Regions from separate parts of the Sus scrofa genome. Here region 2 is linked to region 1. The links are chromatin contacts, called in public HiChIP or PLAC-seq maps. All regions are on one chromosome and are shown on one strand. Each heading gives the region's core, a stretch centred on a gene start, on an enhancer-like site or on the middle of the called end of the contact. The rest is flanking DNA. Distances are from core to core; before and after follow the strand shown. Region 1 overlaps PLCL1 (inactive phospholipase C-like protein 1). Region 2 overlaps PLCL1 (inactive phospholipase C-like protein 1).

Evidence for each region. HiChIP or PLAC-seq counts read pairs in DNA pulled down with a chosen protein or histone mark.
Region 2: an H3K27ac HiChIP or PLAC-seq map of alveolar macrophages shows a contact between it and region 1. The contact joins two enhancer-like sites. A contact is called at or near these places in 2 of 2 datasets of contacts at active chromatin or transcription factors (alveolar macrophages and skeletal muscle).

Annotation. Positions count from the first base shown.
Region 1 is chr15:101,710,455-101,716,208 of Sscrofa11.1, forward strand. All of the region lies in intron 1 of PLCL1 (inactive phospholipase C-like protein 1), which reads left to right. Among named protein-coding and RNA genes, the nearest start is that of PLCL1, 90 kb to the left of the region's middle. Within about 2 kb of position 1,732, at least 1 of the 83 cell types and tissues checked has an H3K27ac peak or open chromatin away from gene starts, as enhancers often do. A contact at or near this core is called in alveolar macrophages, where this site is marked.
Region 2 is chr15:101,885,399-101,891,836 of Sscrofa11.1, forward strand. All of the region lies in intron 3 of PLCL1 (inactive phospholipase C-like protein 1), which reads left to right. Among named protein-coding and RNA genes, the nearest start is that of PLCL1, 260 kb to the left of the region's middle. Within about 2 kb of position 4,268, at least 3 of the 83 cell types and tissues checked have an H3K27ac peak or open chromatin away from gene starts, as enhancers often do. A contact at or near this core is called in alveolar macrophages, where this site is marked.

The DNA.
Region 1 (5,754 bases), core at 482-2,981:
TTTTGTTTCAAAGGTGAAGATCAGCCTGAAGCACATCCTTGAGTACTTTTGCAGGATCCAAACCCCCTGGAGCACTCTACCACTAGATTAATTGGAACCCAAGGAATGATGATACTGACCTTTGCTGATCCACGTGACTTCGCTCAGTGAGGTGCCTGGATTTCGTTAACCTAGAGTGACCTGTGCCTCATTTTAATGCTGAAACCTCCAGTGCAAGGACAGGGATCATTACCATTTTTGAACATGCAATGTATGTTTGAGCATGTTGTTGCACTACGTAAGTACATCTAGAACTCCATCTCTATGTGGGAGATTACTCTTGCCCTTTCACAAAAACACACACACTCTTAACTTACAACTTCCGTGATCTTGCTGTTCAGGGAGACAGTGCTCTTCGTCTCCTTACTTGTTACAAGGAATAAATGCTTCTGCTGTGATTGAAAGTGCTTGGCATGTTCATTGACTATTACCCATTGAATCTGGTAACACTGCCTCATACCTTTGTTCTGGAACATTCTTCCCCATTTTTTCATGGCTAATCCCTTCCCACAGTTTGGGTCTCAGAGCTCAAAAAATTCCTGCCTCATGTAAGCCTTCACTGACCACTTAACTAAAGTAATTCTATTTTTTTTTTTTTTTGTCTTTTTGCCTTTTCTAGGGCTACACTCGTGACATATGGAGGTCCCCAGGCTAGGGGTCGAATCGGAGCTGTAGCTGCTGACCCACGTCAGAGCCATAGCAACACAGGATCTGAGCCGTGTCTGCGACCTACACCACAGCTTACTGCAATGCTGGATCCTTAACCCACTGAGCAAGGCCAGGGATGGAACCCACAACCTCATGGTTCCTAGTCGGATTCATTAACCACTGCACCACAATGGGAACTCCAATTAATTCTTTCTAAACTTATGTCTATGTTACCCTCATCCCACTATCTAATCATTTTTGATTCAGTGCATGACGTACCTCCATCCAGATAGAAAATGAATTTGGTCATGTGCTGAAATGACTGCCGTGTGGAGAAAGAAGTACCCTCATATGACATCAGTACAGAATGCATTGGTTAAAATCTCTTTGGAAGGCAATTTTCCAGTATCTATTACAACTAAAAACTATAGTTTTATGAGGGCAAGGGACTGTATCTGCAGTAGGACTTCAGTAGCTTGTTGAAAGAAAGATGATTCTGAGGATTAAATCACAAAGTATTTGATACCAGTTTTTTGATACTGATTTTGATACCCTTCACCCCATATGAGACCTCCTCTACTAAGATGTTAACATATATTCTCTAAAGTCAAATTTCTCAAACAGGTATATCCCAGTTTCTTGGGCAAGGCCTCAAGATTAACCTAATGCATCTTCCTAGAAAGTTTCTCTTTTAATTTTCTATTGAGTTGTTGGTCTTTCTTTTTTTTTTGTTTTAATATGTGAAGGCACAAAATGCATTGAGTTACAAAATTAACCCTTTTCTGTCATATATGTTTTAAATATTTGTTCCCAAGTAATTGTTTAAGGTGTTTAGGAGCAACTGCTGACTTTAAATTAGATGAAAATGTGCTTAATTTGGAACAAAGATTTATGAACTTGTGGAATGTCACAGGGAGAGAGCAAGAGATTCAGAGAAAAAGTCAGGAGGTTGAGGCATGAATCTGGTGCTTTCTAGCCTTGTGACCTTGGGCAATTACTTCATGTCAGAGAGGATCACTTTCCTCAGCTTTTGAGTGGGAATGATTATAGTACTTCCTCAGAGTCATGAAGGTTTGGTAACATCATGCATGTGAAAGTGCTCTATAAATAGTACTAAGTGAATAATAGTTTTTATTATGGATTTGACAAGTGAGCTATCTTTTACATTGAAATGTAATATTTTTGGAAGTTGGAATTTCTGCGTTCAATTACTTTTTTGGAAAACAAAACTAATTATCATTATGTCTCAGATATTTTTATGCCTTTAGTTCATTTCATGATTCCTGCTGATTCAATAGTTAGGAAAACTAGAGAGGTGACTAGAGAGGAAAAAAGGTATGGTTTAATAATGCTAATGACTAATAAAGGATGATACTAAAATTGAAAAGTGAAATAATGATATTAACATGGTAGAATTACATTTTTTCCTTTTTCAAAATTTTAGTGAAAAAATCTACAAAAAGTCAGTTTTTTTATTTGTGTTTTTCATATATTATAAAAATATCATGTTTTTAGGTTGTATATGTATGGAAAGAATGTGTAGAATTAGAGCTTAATTTTTTTTGTCTGGAAAGAACCTAGACACCATCTAGCCCAGTGCTTGTTTTTACAGATAAGGAAGTTAGAAATTCCAAGAAGCAAAGTAACTAGCTTGAGTCATGTGGTCACTGCAGTACAAAAGGGAAGAACTCATTCTGTCTCTCCTCCCTCCTAGCTTAGAGCCCCTTTCATCTCCTGTGACGTTTTGGAAGCATAGGTTTCATGTCTGCATGTTTGGGGTTTATGACAATAGCTACATTTCTTCTAAACTTGTCAAATGAGCAGCCACATTTCTTGAACCTAGGGAGTAAAAAGTTGTCACATTGTGCCTTTTTGGAGAGATTACTTTTAGCTAGGTTAAAAAGAATGGCTTTAAAAATTATTATATTTAAATTTACTAAATTTTAACATTCTACCAAGCCTTTTAAAGTTTTTTTCCTCTATTTACTTCATGTTTTCAGGTAGTAAGGACATTTTGGGAGACCCCAAGTTGGAAATGTGTTCATATGATTAATTTATATAATACAGATTTTACTGTTGCTATTCTTCAAGCAGAATAAATATTTAAAACATTCAAAATGATCCAAACTGTAATAAGATCTTATTGGTGACTAATTGAAATTATTTCTTTCTTTTTCTTTGTAGGTGTCTTTGGGTTGATTTTGCTTTAGGTTGACTATTGAAATTAATGGAAAAAAAAAAACAGATGACATGATTTTCTTGTTGTGAGAGGTATAATTTTATTTGTTTTAGTTATTTTTCTTCAAAGCATCTTCATTTCATGTAAAACATTAGTTGAAATAATTTTTGCTTGGAGGCTTCCCATATAGTAGAAGAAAAAAGACTGAAGGCATCTCTCCCTTCTTTTTATTGTCCCTTCTCATAGCAGAAGCAGTGCCCCAAACTGGTGATGATAAATGAAAGTCACTGACATCCAAAAATGCTAGGACACCCATTTTTGGCATCATGCTAAATAAAGTAAAATGTAGTATTTAACAAATTCATCCTGGACAGTGAACATTATGAAAAGTGAGAGAAGAGCCAGCAGGGGAAGAGAGATGAGACTGGAGGCTGATTTTCACAACTGAAAAAAAAAATTGACAACAGACAGTTTCTTTAGGTTGAGGCTAATTGATATTGTCAAAATTGTTTCCACTGGAAGCCACAGTTTTTATTAGAAAAGTGTTATGTAATTAGATATTAAAGGACATTAAAATATTTTTCTTAATCCCAGACAACAGAAGGAACACTGGTGAGAGCCCGTTGCTAAAGACTACTCATTTCTTATGTTCTCCTTCTTCTTAGCAACAACACCACCAACCTTTGGAACATTGCCAAACTTTGGAAATCCCTGTCCTTGGAAGCTGAATAAGTGAAGCTGTCATTTACTATAATGACACTCATTCCATAGCATTTAAAGTAGGAATAGCTTTAAAATGTAAAAAAAAAAAAAAAAAAATACACGCTGATTGTGAAAAATTCAAGTAATAGATATAAAGAAGAGAAAAACGTCGTTCATAATCCCACCACTCAGAGATAACCACTGTTAACATTTTGGTGTATATTCTTTAAGAAAATTTTATACTGTGTTTGCAATTTGCTTTTGTGCTATAAGAAAAGGAAGGATTGGGGTATCTTTCCAATCAATAAATAATATCAATTTATGATATTGATATCATAAATTCATTTTAATGAATGCACAGCTTTCCACTGGATGGTTACACTGTAATTAATTTGGGTAGTTGCAAATAATGGGGCTTAAGCTTGTTTTGGTATCTTTTTTCCTAATGTGAACAATGCTGCAGTACATCAGCAAATATTGAACACTTACTCTGTCAGACAGTATGGTAGATGGCTGGCGATACGAAAATACATAGTAAACATTTCCCATTTTCATGGACTCAAAGGGAAAACAGGCGTGGAAACGTAATGCTGTGTCAGGTGAACAACAGACTTGTGTATGGGGACAGTGCTGGCACTAAGGATGGCGTGGCCCTTCTTCCCTGCTTGAGTGCATCCAGAGGAACTTGACCAAGGATGAGAGACTTGGTTCTGAAAGGATGTGTGATTATTTCCCAAGAATCACCTGGGGGAGCTGGTTAAGATCTTTCCTTCCCTGTTTTATTGCCTAGAGAACATAATTCAGAGGGTCGAGGGGAGGCCCTAGGTGGTTCTGTTTAGGATGGTCTTCCCGTTACACTTTGAGAAATAGGCTTAAGGCATGGCAAGGGGCTGGGTGGAACACTGAATTGGAAAGGGGGTTACTAGCAGATGAAAGGGGACCTTGGCTATCAAACTAAGGACTTTACATTTTATGTGGTCTGTCACAGGAAGTCATTGAAAATTTTGAGTGTCATTATTAGAACTGTGTTTTAAGTAAACTAATCAGAAAGGCAGAATATTATGGAAGTATTTTCCTAATTTCGTATACAGAGATAATTAACTCTTCTTGGTTTGCTGGTTATTTTTAACAACAGTAAATCAGAGCTAAATGCTGGCTGGGCAGGGAACAGTGCTTCTCAAACATTAATGTGCCTATGAATCACCAGAGATCTTGTTAAAATATAGATTCCTATTTTGTAGTTCTTGGCAATTGGGAGAGCTGACCGTCTGCTTTCCTAATAAGCTTCCAGGTGATGTTGACAGCCATGATCTGTGGACTGCGCTGTCATACAAGATGTGCTAGTACGGGGTTTCGATGAAGTGAAGATTTCCATTTTATTTTTACAGGTGAATATGCCCTATGGTCTTAGGACTTCAGTCAGTTCACTTTGCAAGTCTGATATACAACAAAGTTATATTTCAGTTGATCCCTTTCTCTATGCAAGTAACATCTGTTTACTCATGATTCACTAAGCAAAAGCTTAAATGGGGAGCCATCCAATATGTGTATATAACTTGGAGCCAGTTTTTGAGTTAAATCTTAAGCCTTTTCAAAGAACTGAAAAATGTTATTGAGCTTTCACAGAATAAGAGGTTTGAAGTTGGGTAACTGTATTGAGTCACAAAGCCACTATTGCTTTAGTTGATCTTTAATCAGATTTCTTAATCAAGTACAACCAACCAACCAATGAATTAGAAAGTAGGATTTAGAATACCTGCAACTTTAGAGTACCTCTTTTGTTTGCCTTGACTACATTTATCCTATCTCTCATTAGATTTGAACCCCTTTGGTGTATAGATTCTGTGTTGGCTAGAGAGATAGCATAACCATCCCATGGGGAAGCACAATTAAAGAACTCATCACATAGTATCTTTTTAATGTTCTTCAGTAAACTCAGTGCTGTGTATATTTGCTGTAGTACTTGGGGGTCGGGAGAAGTGGCAACTAAAGATACACAAGGCACATACAACTTTTACAATCATGACACGCTTTAGGGTTTATTCAGAATCGGGTCTTTCATTTGACCTTATACCAAATTATATGATGTAGACAGGGCAGGCATCATCATCCCCATTTGAGAAGACCAGAGAGGTGCAATCCTTCGCCTAAGGTCAAAAGCAGTCATTATCCATCTCAGCATGCAA
Region 2 (6,438 bases), core at 3,018-5,517, 180 kb after region 1:
TAATAGTAATTATTTTTAACTGAGTGAATTTTATTTTGTATGCTTTTCTATAGTTTTCTGTACTTGCCGAGCTTTTTACAATAAACCTTATTTTCATAATTGAATAAAAATAAGTGTTAAGGAAGAAAATAATATATTTTTTTTAATTAGAAGCAACTATAAAAGGGACATGGGGGGTGGGGGGAGTAAACATCCTACACTTGTAAAGGAAGAAAAGCCCCAGAGTGTATTCTGCTTCTGAATGATCATACATTTTACAAACTGTGCTTCATGGTTTCTGGCAGAGAAATTTGCTCATTACCTAAATCTCATTTTTCATGAAATTATGTTTTTTTCGTCATAATAGTAAGGACTGAAAGCTATTCAGTGAATAGGTATAGTTGCCATGTAAAAGGTGAAATTAGGGTACCTGTTGCCATAGATACAGACAGTGGAAATCACTTATTGCTCCAATTCCATCTTAAGCTAAGAAAGAAAAATCACTCACTGAGAGGGGAGCCTGATTCCCTGAGTCTGGGCCTGTAATAAGCGGAAAATCACCTGGACTGTGGTTGGCCAATTTCCATTTCACATCCCCAGGTGTCCCATGGTGTTGGAACCACATCTGCTGGAGCCAATCTGAACATCAGCTTTTTCTCCCTTGTATTTTTAAAATTAAAATGCAATTTCTAATTGCAGGCATATCATGGTTTTCCAAAGCTTAAAAGAAAAGGGTACATTGAAAGGCAGAAATACTTGTAATGGTGTATTCATTTATATTTCCCTATGGAAATAGTTTTGCATTTTGGTAGCGAATTGAGTATAACTATCCTGATACCAAATGGTAAGCTTGGCAGACTATAGACATGATCAAAAAATCCTGTTGATGTCTCTGTTGGTTATTTCTTTTAGGGTGTGCTGTGGATAGGAGCCAGGTATATGCCATGATGATCCTGAAACACCGTTTTTACTCTAGGACTTGCATTGTATTTGTTGGCATCTTTAGTACTCTTGATGTATTAGTGTTAACATTTATTTTAAAGAGATCCTTTAAGTTCTCGCCAGGTCCAGAATGATCATTTAAAAATGTAAATCAGATCACATTGCTTTCCTGCCTCCAGTGATTTCCCATTACACTAAAACGGAAACTCCTTACTGTGGTTTACGAGGCCATTTATGATCTGGCCTTGCCTACCTATCTCACCTGCTTGTTCCACCCTCACCTCCATACATTCTTTTTTGCTCACTCCACCCAGCCACGTGGGCTTTCTTTCTTCAGTCAGACTCCACTTGTTCACATCTCCAGGCCATTTTACTTGTAGTTCTCTGCCTGGAATGTTCTTCTCTTGCATGGCAAGTTGCTTCTTATCTCTTAATTCTAAGCTCAAATGTTGTATCCTCAGAGAAGCCTTCCTTAACCCACTGTCTCTAACTGTCACTCTATCCCATAACCCTGTTTGATTTCTACCATCTTTCTTGGCAGTATTGAAAAAATATTTTGCTTGACTTTTGGTTTTATTTCTGTCCTTTTCCTTTATCCTCAATTTGAATGTATACTCCATGAAGGCAAAAATCCTGTCTGCCTTGCTTAGTATTGTTAACTCTAGCACCTAAACACTGCTGGCCATAGTGTGTTATCAATTAATGTTAGTTGAATAAAATGTAAATAGATTCATCCATTGTTGGTGAAAAGAGTGCAGTTCATACTATCTTTGTTCTCTGTCTTATACATACAAGAAGAAGCCTATAGACTAAGGCAAAAGTATGGAGACAGGAAAAAGATCAGTAGTTGCCAAAGGGCTGGGGGTGGGATGGCGGGGAGGGATGAAGAGGTGGAGCGCTGGGCATTTTTAGGGCAGTGAATTTTCTGCATAACAGTGTAATAATGGATAAACGCCCTTATGCATTAGTCAAAACCCAGAGAATGTACAATTCAAATGAATGTACAATTCCTAATGAAAACTATGGATTTTAGCTAATAATGAAGTATCAATATTGGTTCATCAATTGTAGTAAATGTACCACACGAATGCAAGATGTTAATAGTGAAGAAAACTGGGGGTGAAGAGGGGGTAAAAAGGTATGTGGGAACTCTCTGTGCTTTCTGCTTAATCTTTATGTAAACCTAAAACTTCTAAAAATAAAGCCAAAAAAATCCACATAGACTATTAATAAAAACTTACTTGGGTGACTAAGGCAAAAGCCAGATCCAGGGTTAATTGCTCTGTGGTGGTGGCAGGAGGGGGCAGTTATTCCAAAATGAATAGTTTGCATGTTCAGATTCAACTCAAGTTACTTAAAGGTTTGGATTTCTCAGAAATTGGTAATAAACTGTATAGTGCCATCCAAGAGGAAATGCTGTAACCAGTTAAAAAAGTTACAGATTATGTTTAGAATAAAAAAACCCTGGAGATCCCAGGTGGCTCAGCAGGTTAAGTATCTGCCATTGTCATTGCAATGGCTCAGGTTGCTGCTGCGGCTTGGGTTTGATCCCTGGCTTGGGAACTTCCGCATGCCATGGGTACAGCCAAAAAGACAAAAAAAAAGAAAAGAAAAGACCTGAAATCATTTCTGAACAGAAACAAATGTTTGGCTTATTTCAGTGTCAAAAGAAACAAATGAGGCAAGCTGGTAACCCACATTTATTGAAAACAAACCTGAGTACATCAAACTCTACTATTTATCATCAGGAAATAAAACAAAAAAATTCTAGAAGACATTGACCCTAAGTTCAACAGCATGGGTTTTTTTTTTTTTTTCTTCTAAATTTAGCTTTTCACTAGTGACCTGAGACGCCCCTATTCCTTACTAAACACTAGCTAATTTAATATTTGGAAATATTTCCTCTTGAAGGTTTTAGAAATTTAGTCTTAAAAGCCATTTTAATATTAATATTGCAATTAAAATTCTGTTGTAGCATCTGTGTTGGTATCAAGGAATCAAAAGCCAAATATATCCATAATAGAGTGGGTTTATTTACATGGCATACTTTCAGAACACACTGCTCCACCTCCATTCCATATCTTGTTTAAGACATATGACTTCTGTCTGCTCACTGGTACTTGAAATTTCAAAACTGCAATCAATTCCTTAGGGTAAGACATTTTATCTTTTTAAAAATGCAAACAAACAAACAAAAAACTAAAAAAAAAAAAAAAAAAAAAACCCCTCAGTGAATAAGAACACATTTGGTTCTCAGTAATTTGTACCTTTGGATGGCAAGTTTTTACCTGGGGAGAGGAAGCCATCCTAATGACCGAGTGTCTCCAAAGTCTGGGTAAGGTGGGGGTGGGGTTGTTTAAATAATTGTAATTTTACTTAAGAACAGCCTTGTTTACAGTCTCCCTCAAAGCTGTGAATAGGAATGTAGCTGTATAAATGCCTGGCTGATATCTAGGGCAATGGAAGCAGAGGTGACTTTCCTGATATTAAAACATATGTCACAGCCAGAGGGATGTGACAGCTTCTGAAAAGAACTAAAGCGAACTGAGAACATTATTAATCAATAACTCATGGAGTTCATTTTTAGCACGGTGGGTTAAGGATCTGGCATTATCACTGCAGTGGCCAGGGCTTGATCCTTGGACCGGGAACTTTTCCATGCCTTAGGCACAACCAAAAAAACCCAATCTCCCCCCCCAAAAAACCCCCACTGAAACCAAAAACCTCAGGTGAGTAGAACAGACCCTAAACAGTGAAGGTAGATTTGCTGCCTCCTTTCCAAATGAAAGACACACAGAGGGGCGCTGTGGTGTCGGACTCCTTTGCTGCACTGCCATTCTGGTGGCTCTGAGGTCATTAGGATAGTTTTTCAGAGACTCCCCAAACCTTAATTTAAAGTCAGAATGCCATTTCTAAGTGACTTATCCCTTTACTGTATTGTGATTTGAGGGGGGGGGGGTCCCTCTGGTCTCTGAAAGAGGAAACATCACTTCCCCACTGTGGATTTTCACTTTCTCTAAGGAAATATGCAGTAACATAGTTAATACAGTTGAATCACTGCTAAGTCATTTAAGGCTGTTAAGGTGGTCTAATTATGTTTCACAAATAAGAAGTAAGGTTTTCTTTCTTTTTTGCTTAGGATGAATCTTAATCTTTGGGTTGTTAAAAATAAAAATTAGTTACTAAAAGAGTTGCCTAGTGTTAGAGCCAGGAATGGAGATGTTTAATTTTATTTTGATTTGTAAATTCCTCCCATGTGCAAGGCCCTGTGTTATGCTGCAGTAGCCCCTGTGCTCCAGTAGCTTACGGTCAAGGCAGGCAGCCTCGTAAGGTCTAAACCAGGCCTGTGAGTCTATGATTGTTAATCTACTTATGTTCCTCATCATTTAACACGAGGTTGTAATAGTGGGTGATGACATTGGAAAATACTTTGCAATTGCATCAGAACATTATCAAAATCTGTTTGAAAAAGTTTGAATTTTTTCCTTCTACAGTGGTATTTTTATGTGTATGCATTTTACATTATTTTCAAAACCCACCTCCAGCATCAGCCTTAAAATTTTACTTTAGTCACATTTCTACATTTGATTGCAGTACATCATGTTGGTATCTCAAGAACAAACAATAGAAATTTAATAGGTCAAAAACCATTCATATTTTAATTCCCTAGGTATCCATTCATCCTTTTCTGACCACTGCAAAAGATAACAACCAAGACAATGGTCCTCAGTTCCTCCAAGTGATTTTCAAGTGCTCTTTCTCCCTCTCCATATTAACTCTAATTAATAAGGTCTTTTTAAATTTATAGTTCAATATCAATGAGATCTATTGCTTCTTTCCTCATGTGTATCCATTTCCTTACATTGACGTAGCCAAGGTTTTCAACAGGCTCTCTTCTTCTCCCACCTGAATTTTTCAGTAGGCTGACTAGTGCCCCATCTAGTCACTACCTGTTTCTAACTCAACAATGGGAATAATCATCCTCAAATTCTATTTTTTTTTTTTTTTGTATTTAACTAGCCTTGCAAAGCCTTCCCCACCAGTGCTGTCTGTTTTGCCACCGTCATCTCCCATTTCTTTCTATTTGAACCCTCTCCTATCAAGCTGATTTATTTGCCACCTACTTTTCATTCTCCATCATTTGTATTTCTATTCTACACCACCTGAATGACTTCCTAGCCATAATTCCCTCTCCAGCAATCGAAATCCAGCCCTTTGTCCTAACCTCTTGCAAAATAAACTTTAAGAAAATATTCATTTATTGACTTTGTTTACGACATTCAACGCATACCAACTGTAAAGAACTTTAGTGGGTTCTGCACAGTACAGAGACGAATAAACAGAGACAAGTATCAGCACAAATAGCCATTAGTATAAAGCATGACAGATCTTTGACTCAAGAGAAATGTAAGTAAAATCGAGGTGGGAACATTTATATTTGCCATCTGTAACACAACCCTTTCTGTTTTGATGTACCATTTTGTCTGCGTCTTTAGGATTTTGATTAGTCAACTTATCAAACACATTTTGGATACCTGTTACTATGCAAGTTTCTGGGGGGAAAGAAATGGTATGAAGCAAAATTTCTGCCTTTGGGGAATGGGAAATCCTGATAGGAAAGCAAGATTTATATTTAAAAAGTGGAAGGAGCAGAGACACACAATGTCCAGATAGTGAACAAGATGATGTTTTTTGTCCCAAGCTGGATGGTCTTAGGCTCTTGAGTCCTTATGATGGACTTTTCACAGACTTGTAATATAATCCCTCCCCGACTCTCACCCCATGCTCAGCAGAATTTTATTTGCAAATAGTTTTGAGAGAAAAATATTGGTGAACATCTACATATTTTTTCCTCAGATACCTGAATTTTTACTTTTCTATTCTCACCTGTCTGATTTTTCTTGTATAGTCAAGAAGTATTGCCTAACATATTTTGGTCCTTTTAAGTGTTGAAATTAATGTGAGCACTTTTGAGTAGTTAGTGTTTTAAATATAGCAACCAGAAGTGGAATAGTTACAAGGGCTTGCAACTGTGAAAAATAAACCCAAAGCACTCTTCAAAGGTGACTTCTGTGCTGAACTGTTTAACATTAACATAGAAGTTAAAACTTTACTATGGTTAAGAGCTACAGATTTTCTGAACATAAAATCAAAGCAATCTAGAGAACACGAGTCAAGAGTTATTTAATCCTTTACTTAGTTGTGTGATTTGGAGAGCAGTTGATCGTGTTAGCATGACTGGGAATCTAGCAAAAGAGCTCATTGCTATTTTTAATCACTCTTGCAATGGAATCTTTACACTAGCCAATATCATAGTTAAGCCAAACATAATGGGTTGGATCAAATACATTCTCTTCTGTCAGTGTTATTACCAATATACACTGAGCCTCAGAATAGGAAAAAGTTGTAGGTTTGTCAACAGTCCCCCCAATGTAGTTTTACTTGTTGAAAGCAATTTAAATTGAAATTGGAAAAGTCAAGAAGACTCTCCTTTGATCACTCTCATTGTGAAATTTG